Linked DNA regions of Bombyx mori: region 2 is linked to region 1. A link is a contact called in public Hi-C data. All regions are on one chromosome and are shown on one strand. Each heading gives the region's core, a stretch centred on a gene start, on an enhancer-like site or on the middle of the called end of the contact. The rest is flanking DNA. Distances are from core to core; before and after follow the strand shown. Region 1 holds the start of LOC101746447 (ATP-binding cassette sub-family G member 8). Region 2 overlaps LOC101746447 (ATP-binding cassette sub-family G member 8).

Evidence for each region. A called contact is a pair of places that touch in the nucleus more often than the background predicts.
Region 2: a contact with region 1 is called in a Hi-C map of whole pupa, with 10 times the contacts expected there. The contact joins the enhancer-like site here to the promoter of LOC101746447 in region 1. A contact is called at or near these places in 2 of 7 Hi-C or Micro-C datasets (both in whole pupa).

Annotation. Positions count from the first base shown.
Region 1 is chr22:3,957,153-3,962,929 of ASM3026992v2, reverse strand. It overlaps LOC101746447 (ATP-binding cassette sub-family G member 8), which reads right to left and starts at 2,934. Exons shown (of 18, transcript XM_012695376.4): 1 at 2,686-2,934. It overlaps LOC101735894 (ATP-binding cassette sub-family G member 5), which reads left to right and starts at 4,322. Exons shown (of 13, transcript XM_004931940.4): 1 at 4,322-4,504; 2 at 5,717-5,777. The coding sequence starts at 4,451.
Region 2 is chr22:4,024,833-4,030,609 of ASM3026992v2, reverse strand. It overlaps LOC101746447 (ATP-binding cassette sub-family G member 8), which reads right to left. Exons shown (of 18, transcript XM_012695376.4): 13 at 5,647-5,777; 14 at 4,820-4,943; 15 at 4,034-4,198; 16 at 3,550-3,670; 17 at 2,187-2,470; 18 at 1-1,456. The coding sequence ends at 1,199. Among protein-coding and RNA genes, the nearest start is that of LOC101735668, 12 kb to the left of the region's middle. Within about 2 kb of position 2,634, at least 5 of the 8 cell types and tissues checked have open chromatin away from gene starts, as enhancers often do.

The sequences.
Region 1 (5,777 bases), core at 1,685-4,184:
AGACCAGTTTTTTTTTTAGGAACACGTCGTTCTGTAATGTGGGCGTCAGATTTCTTGAACTAACTCCTGCCTAGATATTTTGTGCCGTTTGAATTTGGTTATAAATTTATTTTGATTTTATAAATTGCGTTCGGCTACACGAGTATTAACAAATCTGTAGGGTAAAATTTGGGATTACAGCTCCCGAAAAATATTGTAAAGAAAATAGGTTGAGCATAGATTAACAGTGATGGATTAACTCGGCGCCCTAGTGGCAAGCGGCCCTGATTGTTGTATATGGATATTAATTTTCAACATAAAAAACAAAAGAAAGAATAGACGCACGCGCGGAATTCACATAGTGATTTTCTTGCTCTTTAACTCCAGCGACGATTTAGATAACGAACGAGCTCATTTCTATATTTACACAAAATACTTTACGAAACTTTACTAAATTTAAAAGGATAATCAAGATCGTATTTTTGGAGTTTACTCCTTTAGAATCGATTTACATATATAGGCCCGGGGTATGAAAATTATGGGGACCAAAATCGTACTAGCATGTCACACGAAATGCGTTATGCGCCTGATTGGCTCCTGATTGCGTGATGCGTGCGCGCGCCAATCAGGAGCCAACGCGCGGCCGCGTTATCGCAGGTGACGCCGGGCTGCTGCGCCGGCAGTCCGCCACAAAGCCTCGTACTGATCGCGCGTTTCTCTCATTATTGTATTTTCATATATTTGTTAGTCGTTTGTTTTGTGTCTCGTTAATTTGTTAATAATCTGTAGTGTATCGTGTTGTCGTAATATAGAACTATTTCTCGTATTGTTTCGTTTAATTTTTTATATCCAGTAAACTCCAGTCGTGCGTCGGAGCGGACACACACACTTTTTTAATATGTAATTTCATATTTGAAGGTCTGTCATGTTCCGACTGCAATGCCAATTCATCGATCCATGTGCTACTTTGTCTTGTAGCTGACTGCTGAAGATTTAATATGGATTTTTGCGCTTTTGTTTGAAAACACTGACTACGGAATCTAGTAACAAATTCGTAATTAATGACTGAAGTATCTGTGAATTTGTATTGATCTGTTTGTTGCTCACCATTTTTATAATTAGCTTGGGCAGACAAGCATCGCCCCATCTAGCCGACGTCAGCAATGTTAGACGCAATATACCCAATATGCAATAGCTAAGCGTCAGTCATGGACGTCAGCAATGCCAGAGGCACGGCCAAGCCTACCGCTGAGGATTCTCCACAAGCTCTTTTTGAATAAAGACATATCATAGCACAGTTAAAACACCGTGGAAGACATTTCATTGCAAAGCCGGATGGTACGTGGCAAAACCTCTGTAAACACACTGTTTATGAAGCTATAATTCTACACAGTATGGATAAGCTTTGCCCACTGAGTTTCTGGCCGGATTTTCTCAGAGGGTCGCGATTCCGATCTGGTGGTAGATTCTGCGAAGCACTACTCTTGGTAGGGCTAATGTTAGGAAATTCTCTCAGGTTGAGCCCGTGAGCTCACCTACTCGCCCGGGAGTAGCTGGAATAGCCTCTTAGGCGAATAGTTAGGGAAAAGATAAACTTTGCTCAGGCGGTGGGCGGTGCGATGATAGAAACGAGACGGCGGGCTAATCTCACACAATTCCTCAGAACGTATTAGGCAAAAGAAACCTAGACTGGAGCATGCGTTTGCTTTTGGGCAAGAATCTTAGTAAATTGGCCACACCAGCCGCTCAGTATATTAAAACACCAACACTATGTTACCTACTGGAGTGGATGCTACTTTCAACTTTTTTTATGATTGAAGGATTACTGGTGGCTTGGACGCCTTTCCAGTTTCACCAGGACAGGTGGGCGAGCAAAGGCTCAGCCATGAGGGGTGGGATTTGCTAACAGCTGCCCGAGCGTCTCCGAAGGAGACTTAACAACTCAAGAGCAACTGCTTCGCAAATGAATCTATTACCGCATCGGAATTACGACCCGCTGAGATGACCTGGCGAGAAACTCCGCGTACTGATGCATGGTTTAGGTTGCACGATGAACCCCTTGCTGAGTTCGACGAGTACGGTTACCGGGGTCCCTAAACCAGCTCCTAGTGTTAGAGCTGAAGGCGTCTAATGCAAGTATTAGATCTGATGGATCCGCAAGGACGTGTCTAGCGCACTACTTTCAATTGATGAGGAGTAATAAGCATCAAAAATACTGTTTGCTTCAAGAGCTTAGTGTTTTGCTGTACAGTATTAACTGTCAGTCATTTTACTCTTCATTCCTCATCAACATTGTGGTTTTTCTTTCCTTCTCATTATACCAGGTCAATAAATCCACAACTATTATTATTACTATAAACGAAAGCTTTATACATTTCTCCTTGTGATTTAAACGAAATGAACAACGCAAACTATTACAATCTACAGTTGGTTTTAAGTCTAAAAAGTTTAGTTACGTTGTAAGGTAGTTTCAAATGCAACAGTTTTCCAGACTTGTAACAACAGTCTAATGAAAAGCTTAACAAATTCTGACCTCCTTTGAACTGGTTGTGACTGGGCTATTATTAGTCATGGTGTTTATAAATCACTTTAAAATGTTAGCTACAATATAATAAATGGTTCGCTTTGTGAATTGTTAAGAGAATAATGTTATCGAAAGAAAAAGTTAATGAAATAACACCTTAGCAATGTCAACATTATACATACCTGTTATGGGCAACGGGACTTTAAATGTAACACAGTTCCAGCGGATCACAAAACACCAAAACCATCTATAATCACTCAGTACACCAACAAACGATGGTACATAGACTTTTAATACAAAATTTGTTTTTCGAATATTCGTTCGTTTTTTTTTTAATTTATTTATTTATCGATTTTAAGTTGAATGATTTATTTTAACGACGATACTACCGACTTGAGGCGGTCGAGCGACTGCCATCGGCTGCGAAGCCTGTGTCGATGACACTGCGCAGATAGTCCATCTCATTCGAACCCCAATGAAACGTTCTAGAGAGAACGAAACAAAATATAATCGGAATGCAAGAACATAAACGCGGTTGTAAACGTGTGGGCGTTTCATATGCATATCAAGCTTTTTGATGCGTTAGAAAGGGACGTAAAATGATTACAGCCTTCTGAGGTTGACTGTGAATATGTAGGCGCACGATGCGTAGAAAATGTGAGGAAAAATTGTTACTTTCTTCATTAAGGAGAAGTCTGTTGTTTTATGTGAGTTTCCATATCAAATATAAGTGACAATTTTTAAAATAAAAACTCCTTAGAACCGTTGCGATTCGATATTCGATGAAGTAACACTGAAAAAGGACAAACGTATACATTTCATTGCTACCGCGTGCGAATTGCATCTTTATTGCTTTGTTCTATGCACTAAATATTTAAATTTAAATATGTTCTATGCACTAAATAAACAAAACACGAGAGCAGTGTTTACTACACCAATGTATTTAATGATTTTATTACATAGTCCAAGGCGGGTTGGTGTTAAACAAGCGACCGGTCGTTAATTCGAAATCCATATGCAGCGGAATAAAAGAACACGCAGCCCCGAACCCACATAATGTGAGATCAGGATAAGAATTAGGAAAAAGAATGAAGATTTTTTTTATTGCATTGATGAATGGACGAGCTCACGGTCCCCCGGATGTTAGTGGTTACCCTAGCCCATAGACATCTACAATGTAAATGCGGCCACCCACCTTGAGACATGAGTTGTGAGGTCTCCCTTTTAACAGTACAACGCAGGCAGGCAGGCAGGGCAGTGGTACCTACCACCAGTGATTACGCAAATTATAATTTTGCGGGTTTGCTGTTTATTACACAATGCTGTTCCTTCACCGTGGAAGTCATTTCTTAAGTACGTATTTCATTGGAAAAATTGGTACCTGTCGGCGGGATTCAAACACTGACGCATCGCTACATACGAATACACCGGACGCCTTATCCTTTAGGCCACGACGACTATCTATGGATATACATACCTATACTGGCATAAATACTGTATACCACCTTTACCTGAGGTTATAATGAGTGATAGTTATGACTTCATTCATCATTTCTCGTGCTTATTCGCTTTATTATTACACAAGTTTCAAAGTTTCTAAAGCTATAGCATTAAATCTTCCCGTTTATGTGTGAATCTTACCCTTAACATATAACAAAATATGTATACGTTATTGCGAACTGACATCTAAATCGTAGGCAGCAGAGTTGAAATTCGTAAAACGATATTAAAACCGAAACTACAGTTATAGAGTTGAAGTTAGTCAGAATACGAACTGGCAACGTCTCGCCCGACATAACGAGCTGAAGTTAACAACAATTCTGTTAGTTCGAAATATATTTAGTAACGTGAAAGTCGTGTCGCATCGTTATGTTTTAATCATTGTTTTTGCCACGGATTCTTGTTTTATTTATTAAAAATTTCTGTTTTAAATTTTTTGTATGAAAAATGATCGGTGGCGATTATACTTTGGAGCTGTGCAACGTTTTCCATTCGGGACAGGTTCGTTTGTAGATATAAAGTTTAATTTAAATGAATAGTGTCGTTTTATTGAGTTAAGTAACGCAGTGTTGTTTTCACTGTGGTTTGTTGTTGTGCGTTTGCAAGCGTTGTTGTCGAAATATTCTGGGTCATCTTTTTCATTTGGGCACTAACTGCAATAGTTGAATTAAGTGGTCGAGGGACCGGTTCGCGATTTTAGAAGATCTCAGGTGCTAGTGATTTTCTAAAGTAGTCTTTATTATTAATTAAATAAGACACCGCTAGCCAAAAAATTAAAGTGACTATTTTCTTACGATCTAGTCAGGATCTAAGAACGAATTAATGATAGTATTCTAATGTATTTGATACGTAAACCAATTTTTTATTTAACCGACCGTCTTGGAGTTTATGAAAATTACGTTAAAAGATTTAGTTGCATACATAGATACTCATTAAGCTTTAAAAAGCGCATTAAAACAGGCCTGTATCGCGTGATGTTAGACATAACATGGACATAACCGTCACAATACTTACGAATCGGTAAAAGCCATTTTCTTTTTGTTTGCTTTGAAGAGGTACATATTTATTAATAATACAGTGCTTTTGATTACTTATCGTTACTACTGATTGATTCCTTGCTTAAAATAATGCTTTAGCGAAATAATTATGTCTTGGGTCACTATTATATTTGACGTTTAAGGTAAAGTGTCCTTGGGAAACTGTCTAAGCTCGTTGATGTCTTTTGTGAGAGGAAGTTCTTCAATCCTTGTATTTTGCCAGGTTAAAGCCCCGTTAGCTCACTTACTCGTTTGGAGGATCTAATGTAAACCTCGAGATTTTTTTTATTGCTTAGATGGTTGGAGCGAGCTCATAGCCCACCTGGTGTTAAGTGGTTACTGGAGCCCACAGACAGCCACAACGTAAATGCGCCACCCACCTTGAGATATAACTTCTACGGTCTCAGAATAGTTACAACGGCTGCCCCACCCTTCAAACCGAAACGCGTTACTGCTTCACGGCAGAAATAGGGGGGGGTGGTGGTACCTACCCGCGCGGACTCACAAGAAGTCCTACCACCAGTAAGGAAATACGCAAGCCCGAAATAAGCGTAGTTGAAATTTTCTAATTTGTATTCGCTGAGGCGCGATGGAGCCAGCCAGACCGCTAACAGCGAATCCATGAAACATCGATTTCTTCGTCTGATTCTTTCGTTAAAAATTAACCGATTCTCAGGTGGAACCAGGCAGCTTCTTCCAACGTCTCACTGGAGGCGTGAAGACAGGAGTGATCCTTA
Region 2 (5,777 bases), core at 1,385-3,884, 68 kb before region 1:
GTTTAAAAATTTAAAAAAACAAACACGCTTTAATCCCTTTTTATCCTGATCAGTGTATCAGGTCAAAGTAATTATTGTATCGTCATAGATAATTGAGACGTGGACCAATTTTAAAGCTAATGGGACTTCGTAAGGTTAGTGAAAAATACGTTGAAATATTCGATTATATAAATAGATAGAAATACATCAAGATATTAAAAGCGTGTTAAAGTAATATAGGTACACTAAATCTAATTGTGATAATGTACTTTAATCATAGTTGTATAGTTATCGATGGCTTTACAGAATACCGCCACTGGCATGCCATCAAAGACTTAGGTGTATTTGCGAGCTTACATTAATACAATAAAATAAAATGCATTTCGATAATAACTAATATTAATTGTTTATCGTGATCGCTTACTATTTTGTACATTTTTGTTTTTTATTTTGTCTCTTAACACTTTTATTTTTAATCTAAATGAATTTACGTGATGGAAAAATTATCATAGACAAAGTTTTTTGTAATTTAATATGGTAAGTATTGCAAAATATTACTTTTATGATTCGGAGTTGATTTGTAGGTTTCAATCATATACAAGAAATCGTTTGGAATCGTTCCTTAAACCAAAATGTTTTTTTATTTCTTTTTTAATAGCTAATGTTTTGCATTGCACGCAATGTAACACAATTACGAATCAGATGACGGGCGATCTAACTCACTATTAGTAACCCTGTATATTTAATTTTGCTTGAGTATACGGAGTGTTAGGAGACCGCTTCCGAAAACGAAGACAGACGATAGTACTAATGACACCTTTGATGATGGGACGGAAAAAAAAGATTCTTATTTAAAAAAAAACATATTTTTATAACGTTTTATTAGCATTATTTACGCTCCATAATGTTAGTACAGCTAAATGAAACGATAGTTTCACAAAAAATACATTACTTTACTAAAAAAAAAACCAGCAATGAAACACAAAATCAAAAACAGCTGATGCTCGGATCAACGAACGATAGGGCGCGGCGCAGACTCGCGCGATCGCACAAATACTTATTTACAACATTTTTCTAAACAACTCCATCATCAAAGGTGTCATTAGTACTATCGTCTGTCTTCGTTTTCGGAAACGGTCTCCTAACACCCAGTATATGGCAAATGTTTGATATACAATTTTGCTATTTCGAATGAGCGCTCCTAGCTTAGTAAGTACCCTCATGGAGTGTTAACTGTTACCTTGTGTCCTTTCATACTGTTCCGTTCTTTGCTTCTCCTATAACTGGGGCAGTCGGCGACAAAAGCGATTATCGCAATCAGCGAGAACACCGCGTAGAATACGGTCAGCGCGATCAGGAATCTGTCGTCCGTTTGCTCCCAGAGGTTGTCCGCGCGAAGGTACCCGTAGTTGGAGAGCACCTGAGTTCCATTCGGCGGCGGACACGGCGATTGTACTATTATATCGGGATACGGCCTCTGCAACGTTTTGTTTAAGATTCGTTTAAGACGTACTTCTTTTTTTCCCTACTTATACTAGTAACCTCGAGAGGTTATTCTAGATTCACTGAAATAGTAGGTGAGCTCGCGGGACTCAAACCTGACGTTGCTAACACGAACCCTAGCAAGAGCCGTGCTTTGCAGAATCTACCACCGGATCGGAAACGCGACCCACTGAGAAGATCCGGCGAGAAACTCAGTGAGCTGTGTCTGTGGGTTAAGATGTACGATGTTGGTCTATTTATAAGGCTTGCATGAAGAAGTGGATTCCCGTTACACTCGGCACGGTACTAAAGTAGCTTCGTGTATGCTATGCCCTTACAAGGAGCTATTGAAACTGTACTGATTTGTAAAATGTACAAATGTAAGCTTACTCATACCTGTCACAGTACCTCACGTATTTGTTTGACGCAGCCTCATAATAAAGCAACTGCATTACAGATCAAGTTAATTTGACTAACATTACGTCATACAGGATAGCTTTAATTATGAAGATACTAATTCGTTGTATAGCTGAATCGACAGTGCGGTAAGTATTCTAAATTCTGGATATTATTTTTTTTTTTAAACTACAGCTATAACTTAATAATATTAATCATATAGGTATACTTTTTCATTGCCTTAATGATTATATCTCATCGTCAACAGTGATATCATTGGCACAGCTATATCCTTTTTTTAGGAATTTTGTAAGTAAAAAAAATCTCACCTGTTTATTGGTACATCTGAGATCTTTACTGATGCTGTTCCTCAAAACCGTTTCGCTTAGTTCCCTCCTCAATATCTCCGGTATCGTCCACCTCGACGGAGACACGTATTGCAGCCATTTAACGTAATAAGGCAGATCCGCTTGCTGTATCATCACGCCGTTCACCAAGGTGCCGAGCAGGAGACATACGCCAGCTATCACTGAGGCCGTCTTCTCCATCGGAACCAGGAATATCGTTGCTCGACACACCATTTGGATGTTGATGAAAAATAACACCATGCATCCTAAAATATTGAATAAGGATTATTCGATTTTGTTGACGCGATAAAGTCTTATAATTCGATGAATATCGGTTGCACGTACGAAAAAGTGTCACGTTCCGCCTGAGCCTGAGCGTGCAAGCGATAAAGAGGCAAGATCGGCCGAAGCGTTGGCTTGTGACACATTTATATCTCTTCTCGCTTGACGTCAGAGCTAGCAGTTCGAATAGTTCTGATAATTACGTTATCACGTAAAACTACAGTCCGTAAACCGACTTTAAAGACAACCTATATTTTTAACTAGCTATCGTATCTTTCTGGGTTTATTATAACAGCAAGTTAAATATGAGTACATATTAGCGTACATACAGGGTGCTTAAAAAATTTCAATTCATGAGGGTATCATTCTGTATCAAAGTTAATAAACTCGTGTAATTCTCTGTTTAAACTGAAGATAATATTATAAATTTAAATCACAAAATATATTATTGAACGTATTTTTACGTTTCTATTTAGCGCTTATTGTTTTTATTTATTTATACCGTAGTTCCAAATACTTTGTTTTTCCAAGTTTTGTGGCCACAACAAGTGAGTTGGTCAACTGTAAAAGTAGTTTTAATCAGGTCTATGAATCGTAAGAAAACAGAAAAAAAATACTACTAAAATTAGTGGAAGCGGTTCGGTGAACAATTAAAAAAAAAGGGTTATTACCTCCTGATGTTTTAAACTAAATTTTCTATGACAGCCGCGTATAATACCATGACTTTAAGAAAATATATATCCGAGTTATTCCACGTAAAATGTTTTTTATTATTATTATTTTTTTAGGGAAAAAATACAAATTTTAAGGCTTAATATGTTTATAGGTCCTCAATTATCTTTGCTCCAGTATATTTGCTCTAATTTAATAGAACACCTTTCTGTTTTTTCTGAATTGAACTCAGTTTTTGTCACACCCTGTATGCAATTTGACAACGGCAAAAGTGTTACTATTTTCAATTTTCAATAGTCTATAATTATATATAATATATATGTTATCAAAGACATTTAGTTCACTTCGGTGACTATTATGTAAGAACTCAGAAATTGCATAAGATACAAACCTAAATAGATATAGAAGGCGTCGAAGGCACCTGGTGTGGGTGCATACAGTCCCGACATGGCATAGCTTGGGACCAAGTATGCTAGCCAGGTCAATATCGCTGAAAGTACTTCGATAAATTGCTAGAAAAAAGCAACGATAAAATCTTAAAATACATTTCTGATATTGCAGACTTAAATTGTAGGTATAATCAAATTTTTTTTGTGGCACTTTAGCAACAGAGGTTGTGTAATACGCAACATAGTTGCTAACTGACAGATTAAAATAAAAAAGGATTACTGGTGGTAGGGCGTCTTGTGAGCCCGCGTGAGTAGGTACAACCTCCATTTGGGCTTGAAACCGTTCTACTGTGAAAATCGAGACTTAAAACTCATTTTCTGAAGGTGTCTCTTGTCAAACACCACTACATCCCAGGTGAGTTGTGAACTCGTCGATCCATCTAAGCAATTCTTTTTTTAAATAAACTAATAATAATAAAAACTTACATCGTATAATATAAACACGGTCCTGGAGTAAAGTCCTACAGCGATATCTCTCTCGACGTGCTTCCTCATCGAACTGGCCTCCCTGGCGCCGAGCCACAGCAACACCGGCCAAGCAGACAAACACATCACCGTGTAGTGAAATCCTATTCTGTCGTTCTGTGTTAACTGTCAAGTGTCAAGAAAGTGTCAAATTAACTTTAACCTCAAAACTTTACATTATTACAATACAATTACAATAAATTCAACATGAAATTTTGATTCAACAAATTTTTTTTAAATATTCTTTAAATAGATGATAACATGTTACAAAGTCGTCAATGGCACGCATTCAACTCGGTGCACGTGAAAGAAGTGAAACTTCTTTTGCGGGTGTGTGTAGTGTTATGGTTTTCTTCATTTTTTATCCTTAAATCAAATTTCTCTTGTAATAGGAAATGTTGTGTATAAGAGAAAGGGCCTAGCTGGCTTTGACTTCTCACTCTCGACGGTCGAACGGTTCGCAAGACGCTCAGTCTGTTTTCTCACTCTCGCTCGTCCTAAATTGTATCTTTTCTCTCTAGCCGTAACGAATTTGTAGCAAGGTAAATTTTACTCTCAACGCGCCTAAAGAAATTTCACTTCAATAAAGTCACACGAGTAAATATCACATGGCATATTGTGTCGGCCTCGATACGCAATCGCGACTTCACTTTTAACCAACTCAACTTTACAAGAATAAGTTTCTTGTATACTAAAAGGCATGTAAACGCTCTACATTAGGGTTTATATTCACGTGAAAACGTGTACCTTAGGGTCGGTGGATGGCAGGTCCCAGAAGATGGTTCCGGTGATAATAGATATAATAGCAGCTATGAGGACTCGCGTGATGATATTCGATAATGTCGAAACTTGAGTGAATACTAAAGTTTTTCTGAAATCAAAAGTTAACAAAAATATGGCATATTAATAAAACTTTTAATTTTCTTAAATAGTTTTAGTTGTACCTATATCAAAACAAATGAGTATCACGGTTTATGATATCAAACTTGATTTTTACTACATAAAGAATGCCCAATGTCAGATTTTTTGTACACTTATTGCTGTTGAATACGTTCGGATGCAGGCGTTCCTATTGAGTTTCTCCCTGAATCTTCTCAGTGGGTCTGAGAAGACTGCTCTTGTTAGGGCTAGTTGTTTGCAAATTCTCTCAGGTTGAGTAAGGGAGCTAAGCTACCCGTTCGGGGTTGGTGAATAGTGTATTCCTGCGTGGTATTCCTAGTTGGAATAGCCTGTTAGGCTACCAGCGAATAGGTAGGAAAAAAATCATGCAAGCACTTAGCATTGTTTTGTACTAAACTGAAGCTTTCACTTTGATTGAGACTTCGGGTGATGGTTTTTGGCATAGTATCATCAACGATAGTGATTTTTGGAACGAACAAGACTTTTTTATCCATCCAGTCGATGTCATTGTTCGGTTGAGTGTTGCGACGGTCCAAATGTTATCGTTTCAAACTTATTTTATAATACCAAGCAGTGCCTATGTCTCTCCTACTGGTAACACAATATAGATTACGTTTGATAGAATAGCAGTACAGCAACGATGTGATGAAAGGTATAGGTAATAGCGTACGTACTGCAGTAGTGCGAGTATCTGCACGTGCGGCGCGGGCGGGTGTCGGGGCGCCGGGAGGGGCGCGGCGGGGGGCGGGGCGGCGCGAGTGGCGGGCCGGGCAGCGCTCAGCGCCTCGATGCGGCCCGAGGACTC